Regions from separate parts of the Mus musculus genome. Here region 2 is linked to region 1. A link is a contact called in public HiChIP or PLAC-seq data. All regions are on one chromosome and are shown on one strand. Each heading gives the region's core, a stretch centred on a gene start, on an enhancer-like site or on the middle of the called end of the contact. The rest is flanking DNA. Distances are from core to core; before and after follow the strand shown.

Region 1 (5,824 bases), core at 3,170-5,669:
GGAGAAAACCCTTTTCCTCGGGTGATCACATCTAACCTGGCACCTCAAAGATCAATTGAACACTTGCAGCTTATAGGGTTAAATGTCAATGTCTCATTACAGAGCTTACAGTAGTATGCTGGCCATTCCATGGGAAGGTAGGATGGGCACTTCAACCTCAGCACGGCAAGAACAAAAGTTGACTTCATCCTCTGAAGTTGCAAAATGGTACCCGCATAACTATAGAAGCCAAAAAGCTGGAGGGCATCCAAATTACTCAACACTCCTCTCTCTCCATCCTGTTTAAAAGGCTCTGAGGGCATTTTTTAACAATTTCATGCGTGTATGTAATATACTACAAACATATCCATCTTTCATTACCCTGTTATCCCTTTCCAACACTCATAGACCTCCTCCTTCCCAACTACTTTCCTATCTACTTCCATGTCTAATGTTTTTGTGCAGGTCATGGGAGGCAGCCATAATGCTGATGTTCTTGATTACATCTGCTGTATCTTACCCAGAAGTCATAGTCCTGCCCATTCTCCAGTTCTTAAAGTCTTTCTACTCTCTTTTTCATGAGGTTCCTGGCATTAGAGGGATTACTAAAGTTGCTGTACTTAGGGATGAACACTCAACCATCCTTCATTCTCAGCATCTTGACTGGTTACGCATTTCTTTTCTAACCATCACACCCTGGAAAAGGAAACTTCCTCTGGTCCAGGTGGATAGCACCACTTAGTTCAGCTGCTGAGTTCCTGGGAGTTCAAGTGGTCACCACAGGGAATTCAGGGAGTCTAGTTTTGCACACCCAGGCACCAGGCCCTTGAGAGTTTGTAGAGGTCCTGTTCATAAACCTTTAATGGAGGGCAATATCCTTATTGTGACTGATACTGTCCCCTAACACCACAGCCCTCAACTGCTGTCACCTCTCCTCTCTTCTTGGGTTGCTTCTCACCTCCCTCTGAGCCTTAGAGAATTTCTTCCACTCAGAGTCCTTTGCCTTCTTCAGACCTAAGACACTAGAAGAGTGATAATTCCTTTTGCACATTTTTGAGTAAATGTTATTGCTTTTCAGCTTTTATCAGCCCAGGACTCATAGGGCAGCAAGGGACTAGAGTGGTTAAGGGCACTGGTTACTCTTGCAGAGGATCTGAGTTCAATTCTCAGGACACACATGGCAGCTCACAACTGTCTGTAATTTCAGTTTCAGGGGATCCAACATCCCCACACAGACATATGTTCAGGAAAAACACCACTGCATTCTGTGTTCCCCATGGTAAATAAGTTTTCACAACTTATAATTTTCACCAGGCCATAGTATCTATTCTACTCGCCATTATTGACTATGTGAACATGTTAATAAGCAAATAAATTAAGAAAAGTGAAGGCAAACACATACTAAGTCATATGTTAAGTAACAGATCATAACTTTATTTATAAGAAATGTTCATTGAATATGAATTTAATGTTATACATGTTTGTTTTGTTTTTCTTATTAATATTTTTATTAGATATTTTCTTTATTTACATTTCAAATGTTATCCCCTTTCTTAGTTTCCTCTTCAAAAATCCCCTATCCCCTCCCCACTGCTTTGCTTTTTATTAAGTAATTTACCAAGTAGCCCAGGGTTGGCCTCAGACCTGTGATTCCCTCAGCTCAGCCTTCTTAGTGCTGTGGTAAGGTAATTTCATAGATATTTCATTTCCAGAATACACTTCTCTTCCAGCTGGTCATGATAGTATATACATATAGTCTCAGCTAATCAAGGGGCTGGGGTTAGTGGATTATTGGAACACAGGAGTTCAAGGCAAGCTTGGGCAATACAATTGAGACCCCATTTAAAAACAAACAAGCAAAGCAAGTAAACAAAACCACTTAGGTTTAAATCCTCAAACCCTAACATCTTGGTGACTGATTTTTTCTTTGAGGGTTGCTGACATAGATTCATATATTTGTCTTGAAGTAGCCCAGCTGCCCTTAAACTCTGTACACTTCTGCTGGAGTCAGATCTGTACTCTACTCAGGGAAGGAGAAAGGTGATGGAGATGGAGCTTCATCTGAAAGATGTGGATGACAGGAAAGAGACACTTCTGCTTGGCAGCATGTCCCTGGGCATGATGTTGATATTCTACAAGGCTCAGCTTTGGGGCAGAGGTATATGTTGGGGTTCTGTGCATCCATGCAGTGGAAAGGCATCTTTCTTCCTTTATCTTTGTCTCCCTTGCATTTCTGAACACCATAAACTGGCCCTAAATTCTTCTCTGAGGTGAATTTGAGTGCAAAGGAGGAATTGTAAGCCAGGACAGATTGTTCCGAGAGATGGCTGTGTGAAGGAGTTTGATATAGGTTTGTAAGATTATCTCTGGAGAAGTGGAATGGCTCAGGTCCAGGGTCTGCTAGCTGGCTTTCTACAGAGTCAAAATCTGTCCAGGCACAGCTTAACAAGAAGAGATTTGTAATTTTCTCACCAGTTTGTCAGTCCCTAGAGGGAAGAACAATGCTTCTTGTTTCACACACTGCTCCTCTAAGAGGACTGAAACTAACAGTTGCTTGTGTTTGACTCATAGATGACATTGTCCAAGAAGTATCCCTCAGGCAGCTCCAGTCTGCCTCAAATTAGTGTTAACCAGATGTAGGGAATTAGCAACACAGATATACACTTATGAAGAAGTGAACACACACGCAAACATACATAGTGACACATATACAAGCACAAACACACACATGTACATACATACAAACAAACATATAGAACACACATACACTCACACATGCTCACACATACAAACATACATAAATGCATGCACACCCCAATATATCAATACACAGAGGCACACACACATACAGGCTCATTTATAAATACACATACATACGTAAAATACAATGACATGCATATGCATACAGACATACTGTGGTGGTTTGAATGAGTATTTGAACACTTGGTCCCCAGTTGGTGGTGCAGTTTGGGGAAGTTAAGGAACCTTTAGGAGGTGAAGGCGTGCTGGAGGAAGTATGACATGGGGAGTGGGCCTTGAAAGATTATAACCTCATTCCCTCTTCCAGTTTACTCTGCTTCATGATTACCGCTGAAGATGTGATTTCTCAACTTCCTGCTCCAGCAATCTGCTGCCATCTCTCTCTCTCTCTACAACTACAAGACCAAATAAACCATCGCTTCTATAAGTTGTCTTGGTAATGATGCTGAATGACAGCAACAGAGAAGTAGTACACACTCATACACACAAATTATACAGGTTTGCTGTCGTGAAGCAAATATGGACACTCATACACAAATTTACAAAAACATGTCCACACAATATACAGATGCCAGCATCATATATACCTACATATGCATGTATACAAACATGAACATGGACAATTGAAGGAAGAGGAGCAAGAGAAGGAGGAGGAGGAGGAGAGTGATGAATAAAAAGAAAATGTGGACACGAATAAAGATGTGGAGATGGAGGGAAACTTGAGTAGCTCTGACACGCAGAGTTCATTCCTCATGTTCTTAAAAGTAGGAAACTGAATGCTGGTCTAAGTCACTCAAATTCCTTTCCTCACGTTTGGTTTAGATTTATTCTGTTTAGGTTTAATTATCCCCTTACCTGTTGGTGAGTAAAAATGCCTATCCCAAGAACATTCTAAATTGATACATGAAAAAAAATGTCTGCCAGAATATGTACACTATGAGAAGTTCTTTTCTTGTAATGAGAAGTAATGGACATGTGTTTTCTCATATTCCCCTTAGACATCTATGAATGGGCGTGTTTGATCTCTGCCTCCTAGACAGACTCTTCTATGTATGACTGGAGCAAAAGGAGGATACAGAGTTTATGTTCTTGTTTGCTTGGTGTGTTGTTTTGTTTTGTTTTGTTCTGTTCTGTTTTTGTAGCAACTAGTTGCAGGCAAAACCCAACAAAGTAGACATTGTCACTTAGAGGCACAGGCCTTGTGGAAGACAGGGTCTGTCATCGATCCAGGTGAAATCCATCCTTTTTTATCACCCTATTTTTTTTTCCATTCAGTGGTGAGTTTAACCTTCAGATGCTCTTAGTTAGGGATGACATTTGGTCTTCTATTATTATAGAAAATTTTAAAACAACTTTTTGTGAGGAATAGTGTCTCTCCTGAGATAACTTTATGGAACAAAAGACGTTGAGAAAACCTGGATGCTGCAATTAACAGCAAATTACAGGGGTGTTGTTCCGAGTTTTCATTCTCTAGAATTTACACCTAGTTGTCTTCTTGTTATTAGATGAATGGATTTGTTTTTTATTTATATGGGTGCCAGAGAAGTGAAGCAATAATATGTTTTAGAAACAGCAGGCAGGATGAACTTTTAAAGTCTGTCGTCACTTACTGCTGCATCCTGGAAACCTTCAACTGATAGAGCCTCTCACTTCCCTTTCCAGTCTGAAGCTTCTCTGTGAGCTACAGAAGAGGGGAAGATTAGTGGCGGTTACGTTGTGACTATGTCTTCCTCTTTACTCATTTTATGAATCCAGTATTCATCTACTTAGTCACTCAAGAATATGCATTCTTTAGATTTTTGAACATGTGTCATTTTTAAATTTGGATATATAAATATTAAAATACCCATTTACTATAGTGTTCATAATATATATGATAGTACTGATAAACAGCATACATTGTTTCAATATCTGATTAAAATATATGTGCTAAATATTATGACAAAAAAGGAGAGTTCACCCTTCTATATATTTATTTTTGTTTATTTTACATCTTAAAATGAAGCTATCCATTCAGTACATTGATCTCTATTATGTTACACCTTATATTTCCTTCCTTTCAAATATTGTAAATTTCTATTACATGAGCGTGGTAAGACTCTAGCATGGTGGGTAAACACGATAATCTACTGCTGTGAACAACACATCACGGCTTTATTAGCATGAAAACTGACAGCAACCGTTTTCGAGATTATTGAGGCTTGTGGAACTGATGATGTGTTGTTGACTGAGAAGTGTTGACTTTGATTTTTGAAACACTACTTTAAATCATGGTACTTACATGCTTTAACCTCCCTTAAGCTAGCCCACCACCCACCAGAAGTAGTGGGAAAGAAAGGTAATTAAGATGCTGAGGGTCCCTGTTCCCAATTCGGTTTTGATTGGTTAATAAAGTTACTAACAGCCAATGGCCGGGCAGGGAGACAGAGGCAGGACTTTTAGTTTTCCCAGACAAGGGACTAAGGGAAGAAGGAGTGGAATCACCATGATGGGGAAGCAGAGAAATCAGACTTAAGAGTTGCAGGAGAAAAATCATCCAGCCATGTAAGAGTTGGGGGGAGTGGCCACTGGGTCTGGGGGGGAGCAGAGATGAAATAAAGATTTAAGTATTAACTCAAGAATATTGGAGGGGGTGTGTTAGGCACACGGAGGCTCAAGACTGGCACAGCCATTCTAGCCACTAAGCTAGTTAAGACATAAAAAAAAAAAAGAAAGAAAGAAAGAAAGAAAGAAAGAAAGAAAGAAAGAAAGAAAGAAAGAAAGAAAGAAAGAAAGATAGATATTGGGGAAGTGGACCTATTTAGAAATTATTCTTTGGAGCAAATCCAATCTGTGTTGTCAGGAAATCAGCAGTTTAGTTCACAGGAATCAGCAGCGGCAGCTCAATGCACTCGCAAATACTTCACGAATACAACAGCAGCCCGGTTCAGGAGCGTCAAGATAGGAAACAGCAATCAGCAGCAGAGGCACGACTCAACAGAAACAGCCAGGTCTCTGCGGAACCAGCATTTGTCAGTGGGAGTGACAGGGACCAGCAGGGACACCAGAAGATCTCTGCTGTACTTCTCTCAATGAAGCACAGATC
Region 2 (5,968 bases), core at 2,000-4,499, 300 kb after region 1:
TCAGTGTGTTAAAACAGTGATGTACCCCTTGATAAATGAAGAATGGAGGATTAGAGGTTTGGGTCTTCCAAACTGAGATGTCTCCCAAAGTTCAGATCCTCAAAATGTGACTATGTTTAATCATATGTTGAAAACTAAATGCAACTGTTGGCTGAGCTGAGGAAGTGTAGCTTGTAGAAGCTATAATGCCTTCCATTCTCTTACTACCCACCGCAGACATCACAGAGAATTTTTTTTTAAATTAGGTATTTTCCTCATTTACATTTTCAATGCTATCCCAAAGGTCCCCCATACCCACCCCCCCAATCCCCTACCCACCCACTCCCCCTTTTTGGCCCTGGCGTTCCCCTGTACTGGGGCATATAAAGTTTACAAGTCCAATGGGCCTCTCTTTGCAGTGATGGCCAACTAGGCCATCTTTTGATACATATGCAGCTAGAGACAAGAGCTCCGGGGTACTGGTTAGTTCATATTGTTGTTCCACCTATAGGCTTGCAGTTCCCTTTAGCTCCTTGGGTAATTTCTCTAGCTCCTCCATTGGGGGCCGTGTGACCCATCCAATAGTTGACTGTGATCATCCACTTCTGTGTTTGCTAGGCCCCGGCATAGTCTCACAAGAGACAGCTATATCTGGGTCCTTTCAGCAAAATCTTGCTAGTGTATGCAATGGTGTCAGCATTTAGAAGCTGATTATGGGATGGATCCCTGCATATGGCAATCACTAGATGGTCCATCCTTTCGTCACAGCTCCAAATTTTGTCTCTGTAACTCCTTCCATGGGTGTTTTGTTCCCATTTCTAAGAAAGGGTAAAGTGTCCACATTTTGGTCTTCGTTCTTCTTGAATTTCATGCGTTTGGCAAGTTGTATCTTATAACTTGGATATCCTAAGTTTCTGGGCTAATATCCACTTATCAGTGAGTACATATTGTGCGAGTTCCTTTGTGATTGGGTTACCTCACTCAGGATGATACCCTCCAGGTCCATTCTCACCTGAGGAATACCGAATGGCAGAGAAACACCTGAAAAAATGTTCAACATCCTTAATCATCAGGGAAATGCAAATCAAAACAACCCTGAGATTCCACTTTACTCCAGTCAGAATGGCTAAGATCAAAAACTCAGGTGACAGCAGATGCTGGCGAGGATGTGGAGAAAGGGGAACACTCCTCCATTGTTGGTGGGATTGCAAGCTTGTACAACCACTCTGGAAATCAGTCTGGTGGTTCCTCAGAAAATTGGACATAGTACTACCGGAGGTTCCAGCAATACCTCTCCTGGGCATATGTCCAGAAGATGTCCCAACCGGTAAGAAGGACACATGCTCCACTATGTTCATAGCAGCCTTGTTTATAATAGCCAGAAGCTGGAAAGAACCCAGATGCCCCTCAACAGAGGAATGGATACAGAAAATGTGGTACATTTACACAATGGAATACTACTCAGCTATTTAAAAAAATGAATTTATGGAATTCCTAGGCAAATGGATGGACCTGGAGGGCATCATCCTGAGTGAGGTAACCCAATCACAGAGAAATTCTGACATTTAATGGAATACTAAACACCCATTAAACACATATCCTCATTTTAGCAGTAAAGAATGTGCCCAAGATTTGAAGTCTACCTGTAACATGCCCCATACTCCAGTAGAGTAAATGATAGTCATAATAAGCAACCATGATTTCATCTCCTGTAAGCAGAACACCTAGACATTACTGTCAAAACTGGAGCCCCAGGTTGGCGAGTTGGCCCAGCAGGTAAGAGCACTGACTGCTCTTCTGAAGGTCCTGAGTTCAAATACCAGCAACCACATGGTGGCTCACAACCACCTGGAATGAGATCTGATGTCCTCTTCTGGTGTGTCTAAAGACAGCTAGAGTGTATTATGTATAATAATAAAGTAAATCTTTGGGTGGGAGCCAGCAGGGCTGACCGGAGGGAGCAGAGGTCCAAAACTATTCCCAACAACCACATGAAGGCTCACAACCATCTGTAAAACTACAGTGTACTCACATACATAAAATAAATAAATCTTAAAAAAAAAACCCAAAACCTGTAGTTCCTAGCATATGCTCGGGGGTTATCCTTCTCTGATAATTCCTCCTGGCTGTTCTGTGATTACTGCAAGCCCACTTGGAGCCTTTGCTCTCCAAGGCTAGGCTCCCCACCTCTTTTCCCCTGCCTACTGGTATCAGACATGACTCCAAGAAAGATGCTTTTAAAACTGGATTTACAGTTCACAAGACACCACTTTGCTTTATGGAATGCATAATTCACACGGCTTTCCTAACACACAATGAAGCAGGAATGCTTACTCACTGGACGACTCTAACTCTAACCAACTCTCACATATGTGTGATGCTTTTTGTCTTCTGAGAACACAAGATAGGAATCTAGAGTGTTTCATTGTGAGAGGCTGGGCATTAGCAACATAGGAGACTGTTCACCAGAGCCAACAGTTTGACCTCAACTGATTTCTCTGCTTCTCTATACTTCTTTTGGTGAAGCGTAGTCCATTGTCTATAAGGGCATTAAAGGAGGTTTCTATTGTCTGAAAGTCAGCTCTTTGTGAAGTAGAGTCTAACAACCACCCTAGTGGGGCCTCCCTATTATAAAACAAAGGAAGAAGAAATACAGAGCTTGTCCTCTCAAAACAACAACAACAAAAAATTAAGGCACCTAGAAACTAGAATCCAGGCCTGCTTCCCGTGCTAGGTCCTACTGGCCCACTAAAGACTATGAGTTCTTTTTAGGAAAACAAAGTATCTTGGTTGTCTGGCGAGGCCCTAACAAAGTACCACAGAATAGAGAAAGGTGATTTAAATGACACACATCTGTCTTCTCACAATACTGGAGCCTGGAAGTCTGAGGTCAAAGTTTCAGCAGGGTTGGTCCACAGTTAACTCTCTTTTCCTTGACATCTTTACACATGCTTGTCTCCCTTGGATGTCCATGTCTTAATCTCCTCTTTTTACAAAGACACCAGGAACACCAGATTCAGTCTAGTCCTAACAATCTCATTTTCCTTTAGTCATCTTAAGTCCAGCATGCTAATCTCTATGCCTAGTCACTTTTCTCTTTGTGTTTGGTCAAGACCACCCAGCATTCCAGTTTATCTCAGTGGATCATCATCTTCTGCAAGCAGAAAGAAAGCACCCAGAGGGTGAATTGAAGATTTCACACTAGGGATGACCTAAATAGATTATGGATGCCATTCAAAGCCAATAGGATCAGAGGTCAGCAACAGCAGGAAGCAGGCTGCAGTGCCACCTCGAGGGAAGGGAACAGAAGCTATTACTACGCCAGGGCATCAGGGATCCTTTGAGGGCTGGAGTATTAAGAAAACATGGACCAAGCTCAAGCAATTGAGCTTGGGTAGCACTTTCTACTTTAGTGACTACTTCTATGCTATTATTCCCGGGTACTGAAATCAGAAAGAAGTCAGGAAACCTAGGATAACAGTGTACCGGTTTCAGCACAGTATAAGGAAGAGAAAATATTCACTGGCAGATATATCAGAAGTTTCCACTTACTTCCCCCTGTACCAGATTCTATGCTGTGTGTTCTCAAGGGAGCACACAAATGCATGTGGTGTGAAAATGTGCAGGCATGCGTGCATTTGTATAATTTCATTGCTGGTCACAATCTCAGGACAGGTAAACAAGTTTAAGTTTCTTGTCCTAATGGGACTTATTGAGTATAGCTTACAAGTAGCAGAACCAGGATCCTAATACTGGTTAGTCAGTATTGCTCTGGCTCAAACTTAAAAAACAAAACAGTAGAGAGACCCTGGATCATGTGTGTATCTCTGCGGGAGTGTGTGAGTAACCAGTGCAGGATCTTCTGCCTGTGCTTTTGGCAGTGTCAGTAGCTAAGAATAGGAAGCTTGTTTGATACAATCTACTTCCTTTTTTTTTTTTTTTTCTTCATTTGGCTTTAAGAAGTTTTATTTTATTTTGCAAAGTAGCTCATGCTGCACAGGAGACAGATCAAGTTGAAAGTGCAATAATGACTCTGTCAGTCCTGAGCCCCAACATAGCATGCCTCACTGAGTGGTCGCTTCATTTAGAAGCCAAGATCAGAGATGGTAAGTCTACGCTTCAGAATTCAATCTCCTGACCCAGAGCATGAGACCACAGTGGCTGCAACTCCCCCAGCCACAGATTTTGCCACAACAAGAGATTACTTGATAGCAGCCTCATCAAATAAAACTGCCTGCCAAATCCTGGGCACAGTAGCTAGTGCACTGGCCCGTGCCTATCATATATGAACACAACCCCGAAATAAGGACATGAAGTAAACCATTGTCAAATGTCACCTGGGAGCTTCAGCTAACACAACATTTGCATTGTGATTCAAAAGGATATTCTAAATATGAGTCTGTCTCTTCCCCTCCTGCTCCTCATCTTTCCTTCCTTCTCTTCCTGATTCTCAAACTCGTCTTCCTTCCTGCTGGTCCCCTTCCTCATTTTCCTTTTCCTCCTTCCCATCCTCTGTTCTTCCATCCCTTCCCATCTTCTCCACCTGCTTCTTTTGAACCTCTTAGTCCTCTCCTTCCTCCTACTGCTCCTCTCCGTCTTCCCTTTCTACTTCTGGAGTCATCCTACCACTGTAAAAACACCATCTGAAATTCAGATGTGATCTCTGAGAAGCTGACTATAGAAGTAGGGGATGGTCAGCCTCTTTCTGAATAGGAAACCACCCCACACTATTGTGGCAATTTCAGAGATTGAAGTATGTCCAATAAATTCCCAAGGTCACTTAGACAGAGCCACGCAACCTTGGAGATTCCCCAGCTGCCTATTTTCCTATGAAGTACACATGTATTTCGTTGTCCTGTGCATCTCTTAATCCAGTCAAGTTGGCAACCCAAACCAGGCAGCACAGCACTTAATGGCATAAAATAGTCTATGTAGTCACAAGGTCATTGTTTCGTTTTAGATTACATACTTTCACAAACATATACACTGTCTCAAACTTAATAAAAAAAATCACCATTCTTAAATTATAGACATGTTAGGTCTGTCTACTATCTTTAAAATTTCCTCCGTCATAGACAAGAATCAGTTATATCCAGTATCAATTTATTTATTTGTCTATTTTTAGCACAAAACTTAAAACTAGAATAGGCAAGAGATAAAATGTCCACACATAGGCATGCACAAACATACAATTCATATTTATCACATTAAACCCATAGATGTCAGTTTTGCTCTAAATAATGTCTCAAATAAATGCCACAATGGAAATCAGAAAAACTACCATAAATAAAACATATCTTCCACATTGTGCTAGTTTTCCAAATCAGTAACCCAGAATAGAATAGTGCAAACACTAGTTATGAAATGTTTACCATATGGTCTTGGTTCAGCTCTGTTTCCAGTCTTTCCAACCTGTTCATGAGTTCTTGAAAATCAATTAACCTCTATTTTACTCTCCCTTCTTAATGTTAATAGAATAAAATCATATGCATTAAAATAGTCTCAAAGTAAAAACTTGCTTGAGTTCCGATATGAAGCAACGGGCTTATTGTATTGAAAGAGTGATCCATGTCTGGGGCCACACTACTGTGAACATCGGTCCTGGGCCACATGCTCCGTATACCACTATGCTATGCAAAAGCACATGGGCCCAAACTACCATGTGATGAACACTGAAAATATAAGATAAAATAAATCTTTTCTTTAGTTCTTTTCCCTTATTACTCAGACATTTTGGACAGAATCACTCAAAAGTTAACCCAGAACCGTACTGATATAAAGTGGCCTGAATCTACTTGTGTACCATAGGTATACAAGAACTGATATGAAACGTGTCGTTTGTGTGTGTTGAGGCCCATGTGTGGGGCCTTATGCTTCATTCTTTTGTTTGCCGCTTCGTATACAATGCTAGTTGACCAGTGAGTTTCTGGGAATTCTCCTGTTTCTATTTCACTGTAGTGATTATTATGGGAATAATTATGGAGATTAT

What was found. HiChIP or PLAC-seq counts read pairs in DNA pulled down with a chosen protein or histone mark.
Region 2: a contact with region 1 is called in an H3K4me3 HiChIP or PLAC-seq map of bone marrow-derived macrophages, with 7 times the contacts expected there. The contact joins two enhancer-like sites. A contact is called at or near these places in 1 of 484 Hi-C or Micro-C datasets (adipose-derived mesenchymal stem cells) and 2 of 115 datasets of contacts at active chromatin or transcription factors (bone marrow-derived macrophages and cardiomyocytes).

Annotation. Positions count from the first base shown.
Region 1 is chr13:5,935,157-5,940,980 of GRCm38.p6, forward strand. All of the region lies in intron 1 of Gm46401 (a long non-coding RNA gene), which reads left to right. Among named protein-coding and RNA genes, the nearest start is that of Gm46401, 22 kb to the left of the region's middle. Within about 2 kb of position 4,420, at least 25 of the 459 cell types and tissues checked have an H3K27ac peak or open chromatin away from gene starts, as enhancers often do. A contact at or near this core is called in bone marrow-derived macrophages, where this site is marked.
Region 2 is chr13:6,237,797-6,243,764 of GRCm38.p6, forward strand. No RefSeq gene overlaps it. Among named protein-coding and RNA genes, the nearest start is that of Gm35615, 49 kb to the right of the region's middle. Within about 2 kb of position 3,250, at least 18 of the 459 cell types and tissues checked have an H3K27ac peak or open chromatin away from gene starts, as enhancers often do. A contact at or near this core is called in bone marrow-derived macrophages, where this site is marked.